Regions from separate parts of the Danio rerio genome. Here region 1 is linked to region 2. The links are chromatin contacts, called in public HiCAR-type maps. All regions are on one chromosome and are shown on one strand. The core of a region is the stretch at or near the end of the contact, and the rest is flanking DNA. Distances in the headings are between cores, read along the strand shown. Region 1 holds the start of irf2bp2b (interferon regulatory factor 2 binding protein 2b). Region 2 holds the start of tomm20b (translocase of outer mitochondrial membrane 20b).

Evidence for each region. HiCAR-type assays count read pairs that join an accessible place to other places.
Region 1: a contact with region 2 is called in a HiCAR-type map of caudal fin, with 5 times the contacts expected there. The contact joins the promoter of irf2bp2b here to the promoter of tomm20b in region 2. A contact is called at or near these places in 2 of 18 Hi-C or Micro-C datasets (caudal fin and skeletal muscle) and 2 of 4 datasets of contacts at active chromatin or transcription factors (caudal fin and embryo).

Annotation. Positions count from the first base shown.
Region 1 is chr11:46,950,306-46,955,975 of GRCz12tu, reverse strand. irf2bp2b (interferon regulatory factor 2 binding protein 2b) reads right to left here and starts at 1,673. Exons shown (of 2, transcript NM_214752.1): 1 at 738-1,673. The coding sequence starts at 1,500. LOC137496742 (a long non-coding RNA gene) reads right to left here. Exons shown (of 5, transcript XR_012387387.1): 3 at 4,388-4,539.
Region 2 is chr11:46,876,532-46,883,011 of GRCz12tu, reverse strand. tomm20b (translocase of outer mitochondrial membrane 20b) reads left to right here and starts at 4,859. Exons shown (of 5, transcript NM_001002698.1): 1 at 4,859-5,088. The coding sequence starts at 4,965.

The sequences.
Region 1 (5,670 bases), core at 424-2,923, 76 kb before region 2:
TGGATGCTGATGCATGTGTGAGTTTGACAGTTTGCCTGTTCTGACATGTCAATTTACGCTGAAGACTTAACACAGCATGAGTGTGAGCAAAATCTACACATGCTCTTGAGTTTGATATGGGTTTAAGCACTAATGCATGACTGATTTTCACAATTTGATTCTTTCTGATGTCAAATTATTTTAAGGACTACATAAATATTCAAATGTGCACCTGAAATCTAAAGTTTGAGATCACGCTCTGATGTTTTACGTGTTTAAACAGAAAATATATTATATGACAGATTACAGCAGAGTTTGACACAATTATTAAATATGAGTGTGAACAACATACATTAATGCATGCATAAATGAGATGTTAATGTCTTACAGGATGTTTTCACATAGTTGACGATTAAACCGGTCCATAATGTATTGAAGATTGTTATTAATCAGTGTTTTTCTGCTGTCTTGGTGTTCTTTAAATGCACTGCAGTCACTTACATCTGTGTTCTGATTTGTTTTCTCAACAGACATCCACTACAGCTGCTTTTATTGTGCTTTATAATGAACTTGATTTGATTTTAAAATGGATAATAAACTCAAGAGCACGTGCTGTTTGTTAGACTGTTCTACAGGTTGAATGCTGATAACAAACGCAGACTTGCTGTGTTTCCTACACAAGATTACAATCTGGGATGTTTCATTAAATTCCATAATCATCCCAGCCACACACACTGCGCGTGAAGCGTGACCCGTACCTGTTTTTAAGGCACCGGAGCTGCTCTCGTAGCTCATCCTGTGCGGCAGCGGCGCGTGCTCCTTCTTGAACCGGGAGTCGAGCGTCTGCAGCGTCATCATCTCCCGCACCGTCTTGCCCTTCTGCGTCCACTCATCCACCCGCTTGTGTCCGTCGCTCGGGTCGCTCATGCTGTCGGCCCGGTGTTTGTCCTTCATGTCGTCCGCTCGTTTGCCCACATGCTCCGCCAGCGCGCCCGGGGGGATGCCCATCTGCACGGATCTCCCGTTGAGCGCGTGCACCGGCGGCATGCTCCCGTTCACAAGCGGCACCAGGTTGGGTGGAATGGCTCCGGTCCGACGTGGGTTCGGGCTTTGTCGGTTCAACTCCGGGGGTTCGTCGGGCTTCGGAAACCCGTTTGGCACCGGGATCCCATTCGCCTGGCGTTGGTACTCCGCACCTAGTCTAGGAGGTCTGTCTGACGTTAACGGGTACCGATCCAGCGGCTGCGGAGGACGAGAGCCCGGTTCCGCGTGATTGATGGACTGCATGTCCTTGCCAGGTTTGCCCACCGGACCCGGTGATCTGCCCTCCTGAAAGCCATGCGCGCGCTTTAGCTGCCGCGCGGTTTCGATCACAAATTCAATCCGGTCGGCTCCCTCGTAGTTGACGCACCCGCGACACACGGGCTCGGTAAAATCCCAGATCATCGCCCACGGCATGCGGGGCAGATCGCACAAATAACACGACTGCCTGCGCGAGGCAGCGACCGCCGCAGACGACATGCTGCTGAACACGGGGAAACGGCACAAATGTTGCAACTAATTTCTCCAAATGCTGCTCGTGGTGATGAGGTAAAAAGAATATATATGGTCGTAGTTTCCCAGCCCGTCCGAAAAGCGAGAAAAACGGCGAAGTTACGCTCCGAAGTTCATGGCAGTGTGCGCTCCAGCCCGCGAGCTCTCGGTGTGGGAGCGGTGACGTCACCGCGCTGCTTGTATTTACTTGATTCTTCGACAACTCGCTCTGCGCACGCGCGCTGCTCCCTCCTCACGCTGAATGAGAGCGTAATTTTTGCAGTCGTCATTCGACGAGGCTGAACTGAAGAGACATCAAAAACATCGACCAAAAAGGTGGAAAATACCTCAGAAAGTGTGCTTTTTCCACCGAGTTGCTGTGCGATGAATATAAACGTAATTTGAGCGTTAGATTACTTAAGTTTAAACGATTTACAGCACAAAATTAAATCTGTGACAGAATTGTTGAATGGGTTATTGATCTCAGGATTTTTAAAGTGGATGGTTAATTTTAAAGTTCTTCCAATATCATCCGATTACAAAAATCATGTGAATCAACTGCACAAGTACTTTAAAAAGGATTTTTGTTTTCAGGTATTATTTGATTTGTCACTCCCATACATCACATCCATGTCTGAAACTGGTTTAATATATTTTATATACTCGTATAAAAATGTAGAATAGGCTAACATCAGAAGTACAGTTCACAGTAAAGTGAACCAAAACCTTTATGAGTTTCCAAACACCAAATATTATATTTTGAAGTAAGCTGAAAACCTGAAACCATTGATTTCCACAGTAGGAATAAACAAATATGGAAGTCAATAGTTAGAGGTTTACAGCATGCTCCAAAATATCTTCTCCTGTGATCAACAACAAATAAAAGTGGGAAAGAAGGCTGAGTAAATGATGACAGGAGTTTTCATTTTTACATGAGCTATTCCCATTATCTGCAGTCATCTGTAAATCCCTTGCTGAGCAATATCTAACCTCAGATCTTTATTTAGATTTAATGTTATTGTTTAAAAAATCAAGTTTAATCACTTTTTAAGGCTCCGCAGTTCACAGGACCTGCAAAACAGTATTGACCCATTTACCAAAGCTGCTTAAAGTGCACTACTGAGGGCTGTGTGTAAATGTGATCTTAGAACCCTCAGAGTTCCACATTCCAGCGCTGCTGCCAACGCAACGTCACGCGCCACCGCATCCCTTTAACTCTTCCATAACCCCAAACACATAAAACAACACAACTGCTGCAATAAGGCTTCGACTCGGACGCGGTTTAGAGAAATTACAGCAGCTTTCGTTGGAGTTTTTAATCATTCCAGCAGTAGTGCACTTGGGAGCCGTTTTGCGTCTGGAATATCTGCACTGGTAGATTATTCATCAGAACTGGACTTCGTTCAGCCTCAAAGCCTGATTCAAGCCTGCCAAGAAGAGCATGTGATTCATGATGGCTGGCAAAATTATGGAAAGTCCCACAGCGAAGACAACGAGTCTAGACCACGTGGTTCTGCATTTCCAAATTCTTTTTTTTGTCATCCGTTTATATGTGACTCATGACTGAAAGCGAGTTAGGCAATCACTTCACCTCGGATACATGTGGGTCATAGTGTGCAGCAAAATGAAAGTGTTTTAACATTTGGGAACACAGCAGTTGGACTTAAAATATCTTGTAAATGGATTTTCACTCTTAAATTGACAGTCAATTAATATATATTAATAATACTGATCCATTTATTTAAGAATCACTACCATTTTATTTAACTGTTAAAGAGGTAGCGCACACAAAAATAAATTCTGTCATCATTTACATCTGTTCCAAACCTGTTTGAGCCTTCTGTTCAACAGTTTTGGAAGAGAATCATTGGTATTTTTGCCTCCAACCATGGCATATTTTCATTCAGCATTCTTCAGAATATCTTGTTTTGAGTTCAAAGTTATAAATCATTTTGAGTGTGAGTAAACAGTACAGAAATATTCCTTTATTAGGTGATCTATCCCTTTAAACGGTTACACCAATCATCTTGTTTTATTTCCAAATTTACAATAGAGTAATACATGTGCAAATATGTAGATTGGAAATGTTTTTATTAATGAAATGGGGAATTCAACACAGTAAGAATTAAAGCGATATGCAGTTTTTCCGTCTGCCTGAATGTCTTTCCGATCAGCACACAAAGCTGATTTTCTCGGGCGAGGCGATTCGGGAGCCGCAGGCACCGAGTGGGACTTGTTTTTGCAGGCACTCATGAGGAAGTAAGAGAGTTAGGCACGTACCTCACCCATCCGTGGAAAAACAAACCAACCCTACTGGCAGACGGCCAGAGATCTGTGAACATGCTCTGCTGGACGAGTCGCTGCAAAGCCAGAAAACACGCTGACAGCGAGTGCACGTTGGGTGCAGCCCAGAAACATGATCATTACGGCTTTTTTGCATTGCTGTTTTGACAGCAGAATTTATGGCAGGTGGTCAGGAAGGAGGAGTGTGTTCAAACCAAAACTAGTTTGAGATGAAAGCAACACATCAAGCATAATCTCCATTACCATAAAACCAAGATCGTTGACCAAAAACGAACATTTCCTCATCATTTACTCACCCTCAAGTGCTTCTAGAATGAATGTATTTCTTCTGTTGATCACAAAACAACATATTCTGAATACTTTCGGGAACAAAGATGTTTACATCCACTATTTTTTATGTGCATTTAGAAATATCGCATTAAAAATGCACACAAAAAATGTGCATAAACTAAGCTGGAAATGCATTTACAGAATAAATTGCAGTGTGCATCCAAAAAGTCAGTTTTAATGCATTGTGATGATAAAAATAGGTGTGATGAGATATAATTTGTGAATAAAGCAACGTTTCCACCTGTAGTTTGCTGCACTGTTGGGATTCTCCACTGTGGTGTTTGTTCTCCTCTAATAAATGAGCTGCGCCTCAGAAGACGAAGACCAAACGCAATGAACCCGGTGGCTTTTGGAGGCTTGAGACGGGAGCGCAGACAGATGCTCAAGACAGTTCTGGAGGGAATAATAGAAGAAGAATACTGAAGCACTGTGATGACGGACTGACGGAGGACTGAAGCCTTTTAAAATCAGCACAACAACATTTCAGATATTTTACAATGTAAAGCTGGAGACATGGAGGGCTGCAGACCAACATTAAAGACTCAAAGACCCTCACACAAACATTTATATGTCAAATCATCTGGCAAAAACTAAACCACATCAGTTTATTCACTAAATGTGTTTTTCCATGGTAGTTTATGCACATTTTTTCTTATCATATATAAAGATGTATCCAAAGCTGTGTCTCGTTTCAGAGGCTGCACCCTCAGAAGGATGCATTTGAAGTGCGCTGAGTCAGAGGCGCGACGAAGGCTGTGTCATTTCAAAAAAATTCGAAGGCTCCTTCAAACCCAGCCTCCAAATGCGTTCTTCGTTTCCCAGGTAATAAAGGATACAACTGGTGGATCCTTCGAACGCCCCAAGATTCATTGCACGCTTTTAAAAGAAACCCCCGGTTTAAATGTATGAATTAGCTTTATTTTACGTGGATATTGTTAAAAAAACAAAATGAGTATGACAAATCTTACGAAAAATAGATTTTATAGACAGTTTACATGTTTGAGTGTACATGTATGGATCAAAGGAAATACATTTCTAGCTTCTGTAAACCTTTAAATCGCTTACAATAGGTTTTAAAATCACTTCGGAAAAAAAAAGTAATTACAATTTCATTACCACTTATTAACGGCAGCTGTTACGGTTGCTAGGTTACGAGATCTGTCCTCTGTAGGCTAGAGCGTCTGATTTTAAAACACTCGTTTCGGTCTGTGTGGACTTCGAAGGACTCACCGTTAAAGTCTGCACTCTTTGGAGGATGCAGCCTCTGAAATGAGACACTGCAAAACTCATGTTTTTAAGCACATTTTCAAAACATAGCACATCTTTGTGTTTCCATTGCACATTTTTAATGCAATAATCCAAAATGTACATAAGTAAGTGAAAGTGGTCACACGTTACAATAAGGTTCATTAGTTAATGTTAATTAATGCATTTACTAACATGAACAAACAGTAAACAATACATTTACTGCTGTATTTGTTCATGCTAGTTAACGTTAGTTAATGAAAATACAGTAGTTCATTG
Region 2 (6,480 bases), core at 3,610-6,109:
CATGAATGCATGAACTGGTCAAATGTAGAGTCTGTATCAGGCGAACCTTCTTTTATGATCTTTCACTCCTCTAAATGTGTGTGCATGTGTGAATGTATGTGTGAGTGACTGTGTATGTGTTAAGTGTGTGTGTGTGTGTTGATAAGTGTGTGATGCAGCAGCAGCGCCCCCTACTGAATCCTCACAAAACTCCACTCACACTTCCTTCATTTTCATTCCCATCACAAACACCCTATTTCTCTCTCTCACACACACACACACACTCCTGCAAAAACACATTTCTGGGTTTTTTACACCTCCTCCAGCGCTCTCATTTTCACAGCTGACGGCACCGGAGAATCCGAGCAGAAACACGAGCAGGTGTTGGATGGAGAGAGAGAGAGAGAGAGAGAGAGAGATTGCTGTTTACTGAGTGTGAAAAGAGCTTCAGTGGAGCCTTCAGGCCAGAAACACACCGTCTGAAGCCCACGGCGGACTCAGAGAATGGAGAATACACCACACATGTCACTTCTATAGTCACAAATAGGGGAAAGTGTAACAACAATATGGCCGCATCAGTGAAGGAAGCCCTGCTCTCTGGTAAAGGAGCCAATCAATGATCAATATCCATTCGTTAAGTGTGATGTCACATGATGCAGATTAGGGTCCAATTACCAATCAGATTATACCAATCAGGCTTAACAAATAGTAACAAATACTTACAAATGTTTATAGAGCACTGTAATACTTTTAACAAATCATGATGGCAATATATATCCATGCCTTATATTAGATGGCCAGAAGGTGATACTTTTTTTTTTTAATTGTTAAAATAAAAGTCTATAATCACATGACGGAAACCACCCGAATGCCCACAAGCTTCTAAACAGAGTCTCTGCTGTCCATGATGCATGCACGATCAGATGAGGCATACCGAAGATAAGACGTAAGTTATTGATTCATAACCTAGTTTTACTATGCATGCACTTAACCATGTGTATGAGTTTAGAGTTGTCCCTAATGGAACACACACATTCATTTATTCATTCATTCATTCATTCTCCTCTGCTTAGTCCCTGATTTATCAGGGGTGGCCACAGCAGAATGAGGAACACTAGTATTTCTTTACTTAATGTAAATTACAACCAGCCTATATTTAATGATTGCCAAATTAAATGCGAAATAATTAAACGTGAAATAAATTACCAAATTAGAAAATAGTACCGGTCATACTATCAGCCCTAGTGGCCTTTTGGATGGGTTATCAGTCTTTTAGGGTGAAGCAATCAGTCTTTTGGGAGGGGTTATCAGTCATTTAGGGTGGAGCTATCAGTCTTTTAGGGTGGAGCTATCAGTCTTTTGGGAGGGGTTATCAGTCATTTAGGGTGGAGCTATCAGTCCTTTAGGGTGGAGCTATCAGCCCTTTCGGGCAGGGTTATCAGTCCTTTAGGGTGGAGCTATTAGTCCTTTTGGGTGGGGCTATCAGTCCTTTTGGACAGGGTTATTAGTTCTTTAGGGCGGAGCTATCATTCCTTTAGGGTGGAGCTATTAGTCTTTTCGGGCATAGCTATCTGTTATTTAGGGCGAAGCTATCAGTCCTTTAGGGGCGGAACTATCATTCCTTTTGGGTGGTGCTATCCGTCCTTTAGGGCGGAGCTATCATTCCTTTAGGGTGGAGCTAACAGTCCTTTTGGACATGGTTATTAATTCTTTAGGGCGGAGCTATCATTTCTTTAGGGTGGAGCTATCAGTCCTTTTCGGGCATAGCTATCAGTTATTTAGGGCGGAGCTATCAGTCCTTTGGAGTGGAGCTATCAGTCTTTAAGGGGCGGATCTTTCATTTCTTTAGGGTGGAGCGATCAGTTATTTAGGGCGGAGCTATCAGTCCGTTGGAGTGGAGCTATCAGTCTTTTAGGGGCGGATCTTTCATTTCTTTAGGGTGGAGCGATCAGTTATTTAGGGCGGAGCTATCAGTCCGTTGGAGTGGAGCTATCAGTCTTTTAGGGGCGGAACTTTCATTCCTTTAGGGTGGAGCTATCATTCCTTTAGGGTGGAGCTAACAGTCCTTTTGGACATGGTTATTAATTCTTTAGGGCGGAGCTATCATTCCTTTAGGGTGGAGCTATCAGTCCTTTTCGGGCATAGCTATCAGTTATTTAGGGCGGAGCTATCAGTCCTTTGGAGTGGAGCTATCAGTCTTTTATGGGCGGAACTTTCATTCCTTTAGGGTGGAGCTATTAGTCCTTTAGGGTGGAGCTATCAGTCCTTTGGGGTGGAGCTATCAGTCTTTTAGGGGCGGATCTTTCATTTCTTTAGGGTGGAGCTATCAGTTATTTAGGGCGGAGCTATCAGTCCTTTGGAGTGGAGCTATCAGTCTTTTAGGGGCGGAACTTTCATTCCTTTAGGGTGGAGCCTTCAGTCCTTTAGGGGTGGAGCTATCATTCTTTTAGTGTGGAGCTATCAGTCCTTTAGGCCGGGGGTATCAGTCCTTTAGGGGTGGAGCTATCATTCTTTTAGGGTGGAGCTATCAGTCTTTTAGGGGCGGATCTTTCATTTCTTTAGGGTGGAGCTATCAGTTATTTAGGGCGGAGCTATCAGTCCTTTGGAGTAATGTAATGTAATGTAATGTAATGTGTATTTATATATAGCGCATTTATTGTGTATAGCAATACACCCAAAGCGCTTCACAATCATGAGGGAGGGTCTCTCCACACCACCACCAGTGTGCAGCATCCACTTGGATGATGCGACAGCTGCCACAGGACAACGGCGCCAGTGCGCTCACCACACACCAGCTATTGGTGGAGTGGAGGGACAGTGATAGAGCCAATTCGTGGAGAGGGGATGATTGGGAGGCCATGATCGTAAGGGCCGATAGAGGGACTTTGGCCAAGACACCGGGGTTACACCCCTGCTCTTTCACGAGAAGTGCCTTCAGAGAGTCAGGACCTCGGTTTAACGTCTCATCCGAAAGACGGCGCCCACTGACAGTTTAGTGTCCCCTTCACTTTTACTGGGGCATTAGGACTCACACAGACCACAGGTTGAGCGCCCCCTGCTGGCCTCACTAACACCACTTCCAACAGCAACCTAGTGTTCCCTAGTGGTCTCCCATCCAGGTACTGACCAGGCTCAGCCCTGCTTAGCTTCAGTGAGTAACCGGTCTTGGGCTGCAGGGTGACATGGCTGTAGAGCTGGGGCTGTTTCAATTGCCTTTTCCCCCATATGGTGATGTACATCTAATCTTAATTTCAGTTTCATGCTGACTATAAAGAGCCTTTCGTGGACTGAAGAACGAGCTCTCGATGCTTCTGGATGGGGCAGACAGCACCGGCTCCAGGTTCCACTACGTGTTCATCCTTGAAAACACATCGCATGACATCAGACAGCTCCAGTTGATGGAAAATACAGCCTCTGCTGCCATAAAGGCTTCTGCTGGGCCGCTGCTGGGCAGCAGCTCAACTGTGCTGTATTTTCTTCCAGTTGTAATGGCTGATTTTTTCAGTTGTCGTCTGCTGGCGTGACTCCGAGCAGCGCAGCGTCTGCCAGCCCTTCTGAAAAACAGCTGCAGCTCTGGGTAAAAATAATTACACTTGTGTCTCTGAAGGGGAAAGAGGAGGAGACCTGACAAACCCAAAACACTAAACCCACAGACAACTGACTCCAGAGCTGCTGGAACTCACATCTGGACCAGAGGACTTCATTTGTGGATGAGGAAAAGAAACTGACATGTATTCCTCATCTAATACCACATTACCTAAAATATCTGATGTTTTCTACAGGCTTAGAAACTGAGATGAAGGGGCAGATACAGAATAATAAAGGACAGAGCCAAAAAAGATTAAAAAGCATCACACAATTAATAAAAATATAAAATAAATAAATATACATCAATCTTGAAGATAAAAAGATAAAACATAACAGCAGGCTGAACATGCTCACAACACCCTACTTAAACACCTAAACATTCATACAACTATTTACTCCTTTATATAATCCTGCACCTAAAACTAGAGAATCAATATTTTTATTAATCAAATCGTTCTGAATTTACCAAACATAAACAAATAATGTTAATAATAATAACAATATTATTAATAATAATAATAATAAAAATAGCTATTAAATTAATTATTAAATCAATAGTTTGGTCATCAATACGTGTTACATGGAAAAATTACAATTCATAAGAATACAAAGGACATCACTATAAGTTTCTCAAACAAATATAGTTTGTTACTGTTGAAAATAATCAAATAAATAATACATAAAATACCAACAAATAAATAATACAGACTTTCGGAGAATAAAAAGAGTTGAATACATTTTTTATTAAGCAATTTTGAGTTAAATAACGTTATTTTAAGCCTTAAAGCACAATTAACACAACTTAATCTAAACATCTTAACCAAAAATCACTAACACTAACAACTCATGAAACAATGGGATACAGCTGCGGATGGAAGTTAACGATATTATGTATCAAATTACCCATTAAATAGTATTTTATTAACTTCTTCATTCCTAAACCAAACTATCATGATAAGGTAAAAAATATTAATTATGGCTGTACAGTGTTATAAAAGGTTATGCTACGTTGACGCGAATATCCGCAGCTGTATCCCATCTAGACTTCACCTTAAATAACTGTTTAATTGTATTCAGCGGGTCTTTACTGCCACCTGCTGTCAATCTAGAAGTAGCAGCTCTTCTAAAACGTTGATTTTTAATAAAAAGAATAGTATTTTCTACATTAAGTTAAATCGCTCTTACATGGATTACTCCTCATTTGAGTAAAGTGTAGAGTTGTGTAGAGTCGCTCAGTGTTTGTGCTCAGGCGCCATCAGCGGCCGCTTATCTGAGTGACGTCGCTAGGGTCCTTCCTCGTGTGGCTCCGCTGAGGGTCATGCAGTGGCTCTGATCGACGTGATTATTTGTAATTTTCCGGTGTTTTTGCTTGCGGTTCTGTGTGGGTTTCTCTCGTCATGATGGGCGGCAGCAGCAGCAGGATCGCGGCTGGTTTGGGCGCGGCGCTCTTCGTCGGTTACTGCATTTATTTCGACAGGAAGAGACGGAGTGACCCGAACTACAAGAACAAACTACGAGAACGTGAGAGAAGCAGCGGCCTGTTTATCCCTCTGCATAGAGTCTGTGCCTGTCTGTCATTCTGTATACATCTATATCTGTCTGTCTTTCTCTATACATCTATATCTGTCTGTCTTTCTCTATACATCTATATCTGTCTGTATACATCTATATCTGTCTGTCTTTATACATCTATATCTGTCTGTCTTTCTCTATACATCTATATCTGTCTGTATACATCTATATCTGTCTGTCTTTCTCTATACATCTATATCTATCTGCGTACATCTATATCTGTCTGTCTATCTGTATACATCTATATCTGTCTGTCATTCTGTATATATCTATATCTGTCATTCTGTATACATCTATATCTGTTTGTCTTTCTGTATACATCTATATCTGTCTGTCATTCTGTATACATCTATATCTATCTGTCATTCTGTATACATCTATATCTGTCTGTCTTTCTGTATACATCTATATCTGTCTGTCTTTCTGTATACATCTGTACCTGTCTGTATACATCTATATCTGTCTTACTGTATACATCTATATCTGTCTTACTGTATGCATCTATATATGTCTGTCTTTCTCTATACATCTATATCTATGCGTACATCTATATCTGTCTGTCTATCTGTATACATCTATATCTGTTTGTCTTTCTGTATACATCTATATCTGTTTGTCTTTCTGTATACATCTATATCTGTTTGTCTTTCTGTATACATCTATATCTGTCTGTCTATCTGTATACATCTATATCTGTTTGTCTTTCTGTATACATCTATATCTGTTTGTCTTTCTGTATACATCTATATCTGTCTGTCTATCTGTATACATCTATATCTGTTTGTCTTTCTGTATACATCTATATCTGTTTGTCTTTCTGTATACATCTATATCTGTCTGTCTATCTGTATACATCTATATCTGTTTGTCTTTCTGTATACATCTATATCTGTTTGTCTTTCTGTATACATCTATATCTGTCTGTCTATCTGTATACATCTATATCTGTTTGTCTTTCTGTATACATCTATATCTGTTTGTCTTTCTGTATACATCTATATCTGTCTGTCTATCTGTATACATCTATATCTGTTTGTCTTTCTGTATACATCTATATCTGTCTGTCTATCTGTATACATCTATATCTGTTTGTCTTTCTGTATACATCTATATCTGTTTGTCTTTCTGTATACATCTATATCTGTCTGTCTATCTGTATACATCTATATCTGTTTGTCTTTCTGTATACATCTATATCTGTTTGTCTTTCTGTATACATCTATATCTGTCTGTCTATCTGTATACATCTATATCTGTTTGTCTTTCTGTATACATCTATATCTGTTTGTCTTTCTGTATACATCTATATCTGTCTGTCTATCTGTATACATCTATATCTGT